3 separate regions of the Rattus norvegicus genome follow, and regions 2 and 3 are each linked to region 1. The links are chromatin contacts, called in public Hi-C maps. All regions are on one chromosome and are shown on one strand. Each heading gives the region's core, a stretch centred on a gene start, on an enhancer-like site or on the middle of the called end of the contact. The rest is flanking DNA. Distances are from core to core; before and after follow the strand shown. Region 1 holds the start of Dync1li2 (dynein, cytoplasmic 1 light intermediate chain 2). Region 2 holds the start of Tk2 (thymidine kinase 2). Region 3 holds the start of Ciao2b (cytosolic iron-sulfur assembly component 2B).

Region 1 (4,816 bases), core at 845-3,344:
GTGTCCTGTAAAGACTCATCTTCTGCTTATCCTTTGATGATGTCCAACAGTGCCTGCTCCTCCCTCCCGTTTTCTAATTTACATTCAAGTTGGTGAACTACATGCCCATTGTTGGATCCAGTAATTTATGCTGTTAAGTTTTGGCTGAGCCAGAATCACTATCTTTTTAACTGAGACCTCCTTAGGTGATTGCTTTCCGTGCCCTGCCCCATTTCCTTTGATATTTATCAATGCCTTGTATAGTTGCCCTGATCCTTAGAGAACAGCATGAGGAGTTCTCAGGCAGAGACCATACCTAAAGTTACCCCTGATAAACATAAGCCTATCTTCCTTTTCTCCATTTCTTCTCCCCCTTTACATCTAGTCTCCCCCCACTACCTTCTTCACTAAAGAAAAGCAGTCACAGCTTCTTGTTCTGCTGTGAAATAACGACTCTCTGAAAAATACCATTAAAAAAAACAAAAAAACAAAAACCTTGCAGGGCACTGGTGGCACTCCAGCACTCCAGAGGCAAAGGCAAGCAGATCTCTGAGTATGAGGCTAGCCTGGCCTACAGAGTGAGTTCCAGGACAGCGAGGACTATACAGAGAAATCCTGTCTGAAAAAAACAACAACAAACTGATGAAGCAAAGCCAAGAATTGTTAACTATGGTGGTAAAAATCATTCACAGTTAATGAAGTCTACAGAGGAGGAGATGAAAAACACCATTCTGAGCATTTGTGATAAACTTTCAATGAGCATCTCGAGAACTCAACCAAGTTCATTATCATATAATAGTTTAATGAACATCGCTAAAGAGATGGCTCAGTGTTAAGAGCACTAACTATTCTTCGAAAGGACCTGGGTTCAATTCCCAGTACCCCACATGACAGCTCACAACCATCTGCAATTCCAGTTACAAGGGGGTCAGACACCCTCTTCTGCCCTCCACCCGCACTGCATACACATAGTGTACAGATGTGCATGCAGACAAAGCACCTATACACATTGAATAGAAGTAAATAAAAATAAAAAAGAATAATGACTGGAAGTGGCAAGATACTACCTTTAGAACTGGGTCTTGGGTTATTTATTGCTGTGATGAAATACCATGACAAAAAAAAAAAAGCAAGTTGTAAAGGAAATGATTTATTTCAGCTTACATTTCCAGATCATAATCCATCATTGGAGGAAGTCAGGACAGGATCTCAAGCAGGGCTAAAACCTGGGGGCAGAAGCTGATGCAGAGGTCATGGAGTGGTGCTGCTTACTGACTTGCTCAGGCCAGGTATGGCACCACCCACAATTGATCAGTAATTGAGAGAATGCTGGATCTCATGGAGGCATTTCCTCAATTGAGGCTCCTTCTCCGATGACTCTAATTGACACACAAAACTAGCCAGCACACAGGGTCTCACTATGTAGCCTTGGCTACCCTGGAACTTGCTATGTAGACCAGGATGGCTTCAAATTTATAGAGATCCTCCTGCCTCTGCCTCCTGAAAGGCGTGTGCCAGCATCCAACCATTTTTAAATTAATTTCTTTGAAAAAGGGTCTCACATAGCTCATGCTCAACTTAAACTTGTCAAGTAGTTTAAGACCTTGAATTTCTGACCCTACCACTACCACCAGCTGCTGCTTATAGTTGCTGGCATGAAAGGCATGCAAATCTATGTCCAGTCACTTTTTTTTTCGGTGAATCTTCGTTCATTCTCAGGCCATTTTCTTTTAAACTTCTGAGCTGTGGTTTCCTCACCTCATTTTTTAAGAGTGAAGCAAGATTCAGTGAGATCGCTTACAAATAGGTTGTCTAGCTTGAGTTCATTCCAAAAGCTTGGGCTTGCCGCGTCTCGGCCTACCCTGCAGGCGTCGCCAGCGCGCCCTCGATCTGGTGGCGCCCGCGGCTCCACCTCCCGCGTAAGGCTGTCCGCCTGTCTGCCTGACCGAGCAACGTCCCTAGTTGCGGCGATCCCGTGACCCGCAGGTGCACGCGGACATAGCTGGCCCGTCGGGACGCGCTGGATAACGAAGCTTCTGCGGCGTTGCGGGCGGGCAGCGCGGCCCTGCCGGGGTCCTTGCGGGTCCTCGGCGGGCCCGGGGGAGGGCCCTCTTTGTGGCTGCAGTTGGCAAGATGGCGCCGGTGGGGGTGGAGAAGAAGCTGCTGCTGGGTCCCAACGGGCCCGCAGTGGCGGCTGCCGGCGACCTGACCAGTGAAGAGGAGGAAGGCCAGAGTCTATGGTGAGGAGCGTATAGAGTCTCAAATGGTGCGGCCAGACCGGGAGCGGGCCGGAGCGGGCAGGACCGTGGGCAGACATTGACGGGCAGTCGTGGGCCGAGCAGTCTAAGGCGGTCCCGCTCTGACCACTCTTGTCATTGTCGCTGCAGGTCTTCGATCTTGAGCGAAGTGTCCACCCGCGCCAGGTCCAAGCTGCCGTCCGGCAAGAACATTCTGGTGTTCGGTGAGCAGCAGGGTACTACCCTGGGGCTCAGGGGTGGGTCAGGCGGCACCCCTCCCATAGGTTCCCAGCCTTCTCCACCCTTACTGCCAGCTTGCGCTTGCCTGCCCAGGAGGGCACGCTGGACTCTTAACAGGGTAGCCAGAGAGTCTCCAAGCTCACACCTCTACTGACCCCCTAAATGCATCTCTCTTTGGAGTCCAGTGATGTGGTGTGGGCTTGTGGCACATTCCTTTAGTCGTTTGGCTGAGCCTTCAGCCTTAACTCGGTTTATCGGTTAGCCTTGTGCTCACCAAGTTGAGGATGTGGAGAAATAAAAAAAAAAAAAAAAAAAAAAAAAAAGAGGATGTGCAGGCCAGATGGAGAAGATGGGGGGGGAACTAGGTTACCTGTACTGGGAACTGAGGAGATAGATGTACGAAAGTCCTCTTGAGCAGGCAGCAGAGCTTGGAAGTCAGTCCCAGGAACTTTCTTGCATGAATCCTGCCCTCACTGCTAGGTTGTCCCGTCAGTCATTTAACCTCTTCGGCTTCAGTTATCTCCTACCAATGAAAGGGATTATATGCATTCACCTGCAACGCTGTTTGTGGAGTGGGAGCAGAGGACTGAGCAATGGGACGGTACAGTCTTAGACACACTGCAAGAATCCCATTCTAGCAGAGGCAGATGTGTGCGTGGTTGCATCAAGAGCAGACTATTGTGGGCGCATCACACTGATGTGTTGAGAGAGAATTTGTGGGATCAGGTGTTTTGAAGGGTAATTGTCTAGGTACAAGCACATGGAGATAACAGGGTGAAGCATTTGGACACCGTTAGAAGTTATTTTGCAAAAGAGGATAAGATGAGGTCAGATCATGAAGGTCTGAAGGACTAATCATCTTTCCTGGAGACTCCTGATTTTCAGATTTTATCTTCCTCCACCCTTGTCCGTCTGTTTCTCTCATCCAAGTGATGGCTAGTGTGGTAGGTTTTAGCCAGATTTGTGATTTAGAGAAGTAATTCAGGCTTTGTTGGGTCAGCTAGATCAGAATGAGCAGGAGCTGAAGTCAGACTGACAAGCACCCTGTGTGGTTCAGGTGGACTGTGGCCAGTGTGAAAAAGGTGAGCATTGTAGGGGAGGATCTTTGTGGACTGCCTTTCATTTCATATGTTCTTGAATTCCGTAGTATTGAATCTGAGGATGTCCAGTGATGTTTGGTAATGATTCTAGTTCGTGTTTGAGGTTGTCTTGGAAGGGGAGGGTGTTGGCTATGGATAGTCCTAGAGAGATGAGAAAACACTTGCTACTGAGACTGTACTTAGGACTTTCACTTAGGTCAGTAGTTCTTTTTCCCCAGTTTCCAAGCCTTTAGGATGCTTATGAAGTTGTTCTGCAAAGCAAATATGTGTAATTAACATAAGCATCATGACTTGAGACAGAACCAGATTTTTATTTCAGTGTTCCTAGACTTTGGGGGTTAGTTGTGTTTCACAGAATTCTTGCTTTTGCTGTGGCAAAGATGTATTTATTTTGTGCCCATCTCTGACTTTCACTTCCCTAGATGTTTGTCTTAGAAAACGTAGGTAGAACTGTTGGGTTTGCTGTATTCCTTCCCTCTCGAAGTGAGGAGAATTGTAGCAGAGGGATCGTTTGGGATCTTGGGTTGGGTGCCTCTGCCAGTGGCTCTTTTTTTTTTTTTTTTTGGAGCCGGGGACCGAACCCAGGGCCTTGCGCTTGCTAGGCAAGCGCTCTACCACTGAGCTAAATCCCCAACCCCTCTGCCAGTCGCTCTTAAAAGCAGGTCTCCTTTGTTCATGGGAGCCAGTAAGAGAGACTTTAGCAGGCTTGCTTGGTTGTCCCTTACTGTGTCAATGTTACGACCCTACAGTCTTCGTGTAGAGTGATATACAGTATACTTTTGTCTTCTTGCAAATGTCATTTGTAGGTGAAGATGGTTCTGGTAAAACAACTCTCATGACCAAACTCCAAGGAGCAGAGCACGGCAAAAAAGGAAGAGGCTTAGAGTATCTTTACCTCAGCGTTCATGATGAGGACCGTGATGGTGAGTGACTGTTCCTCCATTAGAAAGGTGACGTGTAGGGCTCTGACTCCTACATGTCCAGGCTTTCTGTTACACCCAGAGAATGGGTGAAATGTATGTCCTTTGCAAGACTTTACTCACTGTTTTAGTTTGCTTTTTTGTTTTGGGTTTTTGAGACAGGTTCTCTTGTGGCCCTGGCTGGCCTGGAACTCACTATGTAGACTAGGCTGGCCTTGAACCCTCAGAGTTGTTACTTGGTAATGACTCCTTTATAGTTTTCAGGTTGTATATGCTCAGCTGTTTCCAGGACTGGAGAATAGTTATTGGTGCCTGGGTCTTTTTCCTGTGAGACAGTTTA
Region 2 (4,386 bases), core at 1,861-4,360, 180 kb after region 1:
TGGGACCTGGCAGTTTGTACTTCTCTAACTAGCTGAGAATATTACCCTTTAATGATGATCTCCTTTCTCCAAAGTGCTGTCAAGAACAGACTGCAATGCCCCTGTTATGACTGGAACCCTAATACCGGCAGTTTCCTCTTTGCTCTCTCTCTGGGTTGTATCCGCTCTAAGTTCCGTAACATCCAATGCCCGACTTACAGTAAAAGACCATCAATTAAAAAAAAAAAAACAACTTTATGGTTTCTGTGTGGTGGGACTGCAGCTGCCTTTTCTTGTATGTTATCACTAAGTTCGTAAAATAAGTGAAGGGTATTCGGACAGACCCATGGGTGTGTTCCTACATCATCTGAAAGGGAAACCACTCTACCCTATGGTTCTTCCCTGATCAGACTGAGCAACAGAGCAATCAATGCCTTGCATCTGGAAAGGTGTGGCTGGAAACCAGGTGGCCGAGCAAATGCCGCTCCAGGCTTCCGAACCCAGTCTTCTCTACCCTGGAGCACTCCGGACCACCAACCGCCCTGCGTTCCCGCCCGGGTCCTCACCAACCGCAGCGTCTTCACAAAGCATTTCAGACTGAGGCAGAAGGGCTGATGGTCTACGACCTTCTGTGGAGAGTCCATCTTGCCCACAGACCCAACAGTCAACGCTTCTCTTTCAAGCCTTCTCAGTTAATTGCTCTCCAGGACTCGCGCAACAACTTCAACTGCCGGTGCTGGGCCAGCAGTACTTCGGTCCACCTAAGTCCAGACGCGCGTGCGCACTAGCGCGGACCGCCCAATGGCTCCGCCCACTTACCGCTAAACTTCTTAGAGCGCAGACTTGGAGCCCCGCAGGTCCACTCTGCCTAACCCAGGCCAGAACCCCACCACTGCTCTGCCCTGGAGCTTTCCTGTGGCGAAGCACTGTTGGAGTAGGCGAGGTAAACCCAAGAATGCCAGCCCGGCCTCCTCACCATTTAAGCATCTCAAATGCCACCTTAGGATTTCCCTTGGTTACCTTGTCTAGTCGTTCCTCTGCATTTTTTGAGAGCCCATTCCAGATTATTAGTATAGCCCCCAGGAAAACTGATATTCACTGGTAGAAAGTTAGACTTAGGCAAGAGAAGTCCCAATGTTCTGTTACTCTGATTGACTATGAATAATGAGAACATATTACTTTATTTAAAATTAAAAAAGCTACAAGAAAGGAATTTGAACGTCTTCAGCACAGAAATTATTCTGAAGAGACAGACTGATGTGAATCCTGATGTGAATATCACACAATGTGCACATGGAACAAAATATTACATGGTATCTTGTAAATGTGTACAATTATGTATCAATTAAAATAAAAATATAAATTCTAAAAGCAAGGATCTGTCTGCTTCTCTGCTTGCAGAGTCTGGGGTGCTCATCAATAGTTATAGAATATAGAGCCTGAACTTATGGCTTATAGTCTGTCCTTGCTCTTAGAATGTGCAAGACTGTCTGTCTCTGGAGCACTTTTTGCCTCCCACTGCTCTTAGCTGTCTCACAGTTTCTAAAGGGCTCCAGTGTAGCCAGGACTACACCATCTCGGAGCACTTCATTTCAGACACAGGAAGTATGTGTCACTTCCGTTATGTGAGTTAAGTCTTGTGAATTCTCTTAGGTACTTGCATAACCACCTGTCCAAGTTTGCTTCTGTGTGATAAAACAAACACTAACCAAAAGCATCTTGGGGGAATAAAGGGTTATTTGGCTTACAGGCTACAGCCTATAATAGCCAAGGGAAGGCAAAACAGGAACTCAAGGCTAGAACCTGAGGTAGAAGCCGAAGCAGAGACATGGAAGAACTATCAGTGTTTACTGGCTTCAGTTCTCTGTCTTGCTCTTTCATAAATACCCTCAGCTCACCTGCCCAGGGACAGTACTGCCCATAGTGAGGAGGCCCTCCTTCATCCATTAGCAACAAGAAGACGCCCCAGAGACATGCCCACAGGTCAATCTGACACAGCCAATTTCTCAGCTGAGGTTCCCTTTCCTGAGGTGTTTCTAGTTTGTGTTGCGTTGATAAGAACTAACTAGTACACCGACCCAGTCCATTTCGACCTCTTTGGACCCTGCCCATCTAGGACCAGTTTATTCTGCTGAATCTGATCAGCAGTTACCAACAACCTCACCCTAAGATGCTCACAAAAAAAAAAAAAAAAAAAAAAAAAAAAAAAAAGGTTGACTTTGATTTTGAAGATTAGATTTGCCTTTGCTAGATGCCTGGTAAGTAAACAGGAAGCTCTGTTGGGGTGATGGCTTCTGGTTACAGATCTAAAAGCAAAAACTTGAAAATGTCTCTCTTCTTCATGCCCAAGATGACTGCCAGCATCTTGCCACCTGGAAGTAGTGGAAAACTTCTCTACTCACACATTGTAACTGCCCATATACAGTCAAGGTGGCAACATCCGGGTTTATTGGTCTTGAATGCGTGAATTATAGTTACCCAAGCTGCACTTAATCCGGGTTTATTTTTGCTCCCTGCTTACGCGTGGGGCTAACATGCTTTTTTCTTAACCCTTTTGGTCCATTCAGTAGAGATACTCGTTACGTTCTCCCGAGGGATCCAACATTAAAGTCCAAACGTTGCCAAAGACTGTGGGCTTGGGAAACAACAGCTTTCATTCCCTCTCACCTGTGTCCCTCACACTGCTTTTTGTGATGATGGGAATTAAACCGAGGGACCTTTAAAGTTCAAGGACAAGCTTGAAAAATGTTCCCAAGTTGACAAGGTTTACTTGCAGAGTCCTTAGAATGAAAATACAGGACCTCTGAATAGGTGGGGCTAGGTGTGGATGGGGGCGGCAACCTAGGAAGTAATCAGATATACTAAGGAACCAAAGAGATCCACCCCCCTTTGGCCCCCCGCCTCACCCTCCCCCCGGCATTATTAGCAATCGAGTCTCTAAGTCTACTTGGGTCAGGGCCATTCTGCTGTCTGTTAGCAGGACAATCCTGACTTTGAATCTCTTCCGCATAGTCTAGAGGGAGAAATACTAGCGGACCCCTTAAGGGGCGGGGCCTGGCGAGGGGTGGGGCGGGACCTGGCGAGGGGTGGGGCGGGGCTCCAGGACGCACCGGAAGGAAGTGGGACTTGCACATGAACCAGAAGCAATGCTGCTGCGGTCGCTCCGTAGCTGGGCTGCCCGGTCGCTACGCAGCATGGGCCCGGGGAGCTCAGGGAGCCCCGGGAGTCTCGATTCGGGCGCTGGGCCGCTGTGGGCACCTCGCCGCGCCTGTCCTCCGGGTAACTAGTACTTTTGTGCCACCTCGTAGGGGCGCCGCTGGACCCCGCCCCCTCACCTGCTAGTCCCTAGGAAGGGCCTGGGGACTGTGGAGCCCAAAGAACTGTCTGGACCCGCACTAGGTGGGGCCCAAACGCGGCTTCTCGACGCCCCCCCCCCTTTTTTTGTTCAGATTCTTTAAGCCTGGGGAGGTGGCTAGTTAGGGCACAGGCTGTATTTAATCAGCTCTCAGTGGATGCAGGTGTCTGCGGACCCAGAGGGCGAATCCAGGCTTCTGACTTTCTCCTACTCTTGCTGGCAGTGCGGATCTCTCTCTTCTGAAATAGAAACCAGGTGGCATGGCTTTCATTGGTCTCGGGCTGCTGCCAGGTGGGTTGGCAGTGTTGCCAGCCTTGGCCTAGAGAACAGACAGCCTGGGTCCCAGCCCTAAGTCTAAACCCACCCCTCGGAATCTCTCGAGTGTAGGTTATTCTTGTGTGCACTGTGACGACCCTAAGCACACAATCCAGGTGAAACGGAAAGTAGAATGTACCAAGCGAAGGGAAGTAAGCAAGCACAAGTGGACCTAGACCCAGCCTGCCATTATACAGTGTCACATACAGGACCCAACCGTAGAGAGTTCTAAGAATGGTAAACATAAGCCAAGGAGCAAGCATACAGAATCTGGTCATTTACCAGCACAGAGCAGAGTGAGTAATTGAAACATCGATGTCTTTTCTTTTCTTTTAGATAAAGATAGAGAAAAAGATAAGGAGAAAAAAGCAGTGGTAAGTTTCTCTCTGCATGCCTTCTCCAGCTACGAGCCAAACAGTGTTCGATACACAGTGAGAAAACAAACTCCAGACGATATCCAGGGATAAGGTTTCTCTTCCTTCTTGTGGCCCCAGGCCCTCTCCCCAGATCCCACCACTGTTAGCCATTTCTGTCGTGTACAGGTGGGAGTGGGGCGTTCAGGTAGTACTCTTCTTCCGGTATGTGTGAACTACAGAAGATGCTGATTGAGTAATGTCAACAGTTTTAAAATGTCCCTATTTGCTTCACTGCCGATTGCCCTGCCCAGATGGGGGCGGGAGGGGGGGGGAAGTGTTCCCATTACCTTTTGCTGTCTAGAGGAGACCAGAGAATCCATG
Region 3 (4,406 bases), core at 225-2,724, 190 kb before region 1:
TGTGGTAAGGGACAGCTACAACCACAATCACACCCACAGCCACTCACATGACCACGTCCCAACCACCACCTAGAGGTTTCTAACCTCCAAGACCAACACCCCTCAGAGCTCTTTATGCTGAACTGGATCGTGTGTTGGGTGTCCTCAGAAATATCTGACCCTCCTAATGCTACATAGAGGTCCTATGGTTAGAAGTTCATTGGGTAGGTGCACTATTCCCACACAGTCAACTACCCTCTCCTCCGTGGTGCCTCCTCACTTCCAGTCTCAGCCTCTGATTCTACACAATTGTGTAATTTTTACCAGGTCCCTGTCCCCTTCAAGAGTCTCATCCTGCAGTGGGAAGAAGAGATTCAAGAGCCCACATACCATAGCATTTAAACAGCCGTAAAGTCTGCCTGGACACATTGTCTTCAGAATCTTGGTTTGTGTCTAGGTATGCTGTGTTTCTCAGACAGCAACAGAATACATACATATCAAGGCCTCCTCCAGAAGTTTGGTTTGGACAGCTGGTAGGCTGGGCACAGGGTGTGCCTGGTAATGTCTTTCCTGCAGGACAGCAGTACTGAGTATGTTGCAGTGAGCCTCTGACCAGCAAGGAGGGGACAGCAATGGACCTTTTAAGACATCGAGAACTTTTCTCTTAAGTCTTGGCTCGCTGTGTTAACTGCCCCTGTAACACATTCCCATGGTAGGAGATTGACTGGAAAGAATAATGCAGAAACCTATAACTGAGTACACACTCAGGACCCAGATGGAGAATAGAGCCCACCTTCAGGGAATTTGATCTGGGTGAGGAGAACTGCACGTGTATTTATGAGGGGAGAGGAGAGTTGGGGGTGGGGGGAAGACTTTATTCCCTATAACTCCTTTTTGCTTTCAGGACTCATAGTTTAGGGGATCCACCTTCAAGTATACACATCTTATCTATTTTAGTTCCTGGTCAGAGAGGCTACATCGGTCCTCCCAGACTCGTGAATATGACGTTTTTTAATGACACCCATGCCCCGTAGGCCTTTCTTTTTCAGTAGAATTTAGGACCGCTTCTCTACTTAACATGCATGTAACTAGTGCTGCCTATCCCTACTAGGGAAAAACAGCGTGTTATCTGATCTGCGGTTCCACGACAGCAGACAGCGAGCTTGAGCGTCCGAATGCCCTTTCAGCCCAGGAAAAAAAGGTCCTGAAAAAGGTCGTGTGGGTTCAATCTCAAAGTGCCCTTGTCAAATGGTGTTGGCTTCCTGCGTTCCCGCCCACAACAGGATCACACGGCTAAGAACCGCGGGAGACCCTTCAGATGCCCTGGCCAAAGCTACCAGCATTTTCCCGCCTTTGGAGTAGCCTGCACGACAAACACAACGCTTCTAGCGGACTACCCGCTGGATCCCGGGAGTGTGGCATGTCCCTTGCGCTACCCCGTAGCCACACCACGCCTTCTTCTCGTTCCCAGGAAGTGCGCCGTAGGAGCGGAAGTACACACCACCAGGGGGTTGTGGGAACTGCGGTTCCGGGATGGTGGGCGGTGGTGGCGGCGGCGGCGGCGGCGGGCTCCTAGAGAATGCTAACCCCCTCATCTATGAGCGATCGGGGGAGCGGCCGGTGACGGCGGGTGAAGAAGATGAGGAAGTGCCGGACAGCATCGATGCCCGGGAGATCTTCGATATCCGTCGCTGCTGGGCGCTGGTGGGACAGTGGGGGCTTGGCGTATCGGGAAGAAGTGATGTGCAACACGCTGGTGGAAGGGTGTCCGGGTTAGGCGAGCCCGCAGAGATTTTAACTGGGCCAAAACTTAGAGTTCCTTTTCCTTCACTTGGCACATCTTATTCGCTCCATTAATGACCCGGAGCATCCACTGACACTGGAGGAATTGAACGTAGTAGAGCAGGTTCGAATTCAGGTGAGTAGTTTGCTCAAGTAATCAAAAAGGTACCATTGTAGATCAGAGGCTGGTGTTCTCCGTTCACAAGCACATAAGAGGATCTTTGGGAGGGGTGGTTGTTTTTCTAGTTTACGAATGTTCATGTTTATGGAGCCCGTAAAAAATGGGTGATTTGCCCAAGTCAGTAAACTAAAGAGAGTGTCTTTGGTCTAGGGCCGGTCGTGTGATCATTGCGGTCTGATCTCCCTTATCCATCCAGGTTAGCGACCCGGAGAGCACAGTAGCAGTGGCCTTCACACCCACCATCCCTCACTGCAGCATGGCCACACTTATAGGCCTTTCTATCAAAGTCAAGCTTCTGCGATCCCTTCCCCAGCGGTTCAAGGTCAGTTGGAGTCGATCCCCAAAGGTGAAACAGCTACTGGGGAGCGGGGACATCAGAGTGGAGATTGGAAGGATCCAAACTCACAGAGTTGAACTTCGAGGAAACTCCAAGTCGATGTGACAAGGATATTGGAAATACACCAGAAAATAGAAGCGTGGTAGAAAGGGCGGCAGGGAGCTGTGGCTGGGCTTGATGCAGGCACTGGAAAACGTTTAAATAGTCGCTGACTAGGGCCTGAGCTAAAAATGGATTGACTGCAGGTGGGCTCGGGGTGGGACAGAAGAGCCAGAATGAAGAGGTGTGACTGGGAGGAAGATGGTGTCCAAAAGATATGGACAGGTGAGTAAGCGCTCATGCCCACGTTGTGTTTCCTGCAGATGGATGTGCACATTACGCCGGGCACCCACGCCTCAGAGCATGCAGGTTAGAGTGGGCTGGTGGGGCCCAAACTGTGGGAGGCCTCCCCATTGCCACAGCAGTGTATGGGGCAAGATTAGGACTAGGGTACTAAGTGAATGAAATGGCCAGACTACAGTCTAGACCAAAGCTGGCCTGACTTAAATCTCCTGCTTCCCATGACCCTCCCTCCCGAAGTTCTCAAGTACACAGGGACAGAGACGGAATGAGCAGTCCCTGGCCGTGACAGGTATTCCTAGTGAAGAAGCTAGTTATGGCACAGGCAGTAAATATATCCTGATCCAGGCTTGGAGTCCTGAGACGTCAGAAGAGAACCTCATCGGTAGAAATATAATCTATACTGGGGCTAGCAGCCTGGCCGAGTTGTTTTAACCCTGTTTTTCCACCCTTCTTTTCCCACCTAGTGAACAAACAACTTGCAGATAAGGAGCGAGTGGCAGCTGCCCTGGAGAATACCCACCTGCTAGAGGTCGTTAATCAGTGTCTGTCTGCCCGCTCATGAGCCTGGCTTTTGACCACCAGCCTGCACACAGAGGTCCTGGCTTCGGCTCCACAAAAGGCTTCTGGCTTTGTTTTCTTGAATCACTGACAAGGAGAAACTTAACACTTTTTATTTTGTAATAAACCCTTAATTTATATTCATTTCCCAGCATGCCTTAGTATCTCTCATAGTGGACTTATTTGCGGTTGTGGGGTGGGGAGTGTGTGCTTAGGTAGGTCTGTGAGGTGCCCTCATCGCTTCTAATTCCTCCCAGTGGGGCTGGAAAGATCATGGCTCACCAGTTAAAAGCACTTACTGCTCTTAAAGACCTGGGTTAGATTCCCTGCACCCATATGGAGGCTTACAACCATCTATAACTTCAGTTCCATGGGATCTAACAACCTATTCGGGTCTCCATAGGCACCGGGAGCACACATGTACACATAGGTATAAGCAAATAATTATACACACAAAATAAGTCGGCAAGCTGGGTGTGGTGGTACACACTTTTAGTCCCAGCACTCAGGAGATTGAGGCAGGCAGCCTGGTCTACATAGAGTTTCTGGATAGCCAAGGCACTATAGGGAAATCTTGCCCCCTCCCCAAAAAGTTTTTTAAATTATCTTTTAGCCCTTCCAATGTTTCACTTACCAAAAGTTGCAAATGTTAAAAATAAAAAATCTGAAGAATTAGATACATATACCTGGATAGCCAAGCCCCCAAAGAATTGAAGTCTATAGATTCAGCTGACCTGTTGTGACCCTGGCCTTGTTTATATGTGTTTAAGAACTGCTTCTAGAGGGATCTCCAGAAATGTGACCCTTCGCTTTAAAGAACCATGCCCTAAATTGATGTAAGTCTGTTGTTGTCTTAGTTTCTTTTCTGTTGTGGTAAGACACCATGACAAAGGCAGCTTAGGAAATGTTTGGTTTAGGGCTTACAGTTTCAGAGGGCTAGTGTTCATGATGGCAGAGCAATGACATGGTGGCAGCAACAGCTGAGAGCTCACGTCCCAATCTACAAGCTGGAGGCAGAGAGAGTGGGGGACTAGAAATAGTTTGCCTTTTGAAACTTCAGATCCTGCCCCCAGGGACAGGCCTTCTCCATCAAGGTCACACCTCCTAATTCATCCTGGTCTCACCTGCTGGAAAACAAGTATTCAAAAGTATGAACGGGCAGGGGCCATTCTCATTCAAACCACAAAAACTATATAACCATGGTGTTTATCTGACCAAAATATGAGC

What was found. Hi-C and Micro-C count contacts between places; a contact is called where the count stands out from the background.
Region 2: a Hi-C map of mammary epithelial cells shows a contact between it and region 1, with 1.6 times the contacts expected there. The contact joins the promoter of Tk2 here to the promoter of Dync1li2 in region 1. A contact is called at or near these places in 2 of 12 Hi-C or Micro-C datasets (frontal cortex and mammary epithelial cells).
Region 3: a contact with region 1 is called in a Hi-C map of the A7r5 cell line, with 4 times the contacts expected there. The contact joins the promoter of Ciao2b here to the promoter of Dync1li2 in region 1. A contact is called at or near these places in 3 of 12 Hi-C or Micro-C datasets (the A7r5 cell line, frontal cortex and mammary epithelial cells).

What each region holds. Positions count from the first base shown.
Region 1 is chr19:536,333-541,148 of GRCr8, forward strand. Dync1li2 (dynein, cytoplasmic 1 light intermediate chain 2) reads left to right here and starts at 2,095. Exons shown (of 13, transcript NM_001398670.1): 1 at 2,095-2,219; 2 at 2,367-2,440; 3 at 4,363-4,479. The coding sequence starts at 2,113.
Region 2 is chr19:712,211-716,596 of GRCr8, forward strand. It overlaps Tk2 (thymidine kinase 2), which reads left to right and starts at 3,111. Exons shown (of 10, transcript NM_001106166.1): 1 at 3,111-3,258; 2 at 3,986-4,023. The coding sequence starts at 3,126. It overlaps Cklf (chemokine-like factor), which reads right to left and starts at 788. Exons shown (of 4, transcript NM_139111.2): 1 at 546-788. The coding sequence starts at 623.
Region 3 is chr19:349,179-353,584 of GRCr8, forward strand. Ciao2b (cytosolic iron-sulfur assembly component 2B) reads left to right here and starts at 1,475. Exons shown (of 5, transcript NM_001144854.1): 1 at 1,475-1,660; 2 at 1,818-1,897; 3 at 2,139-2,264; 4 at 2,642-2,687; 5 at 3,086-3,340. The coding sequence starts at 1,513. The coding sequence ends at 3,183.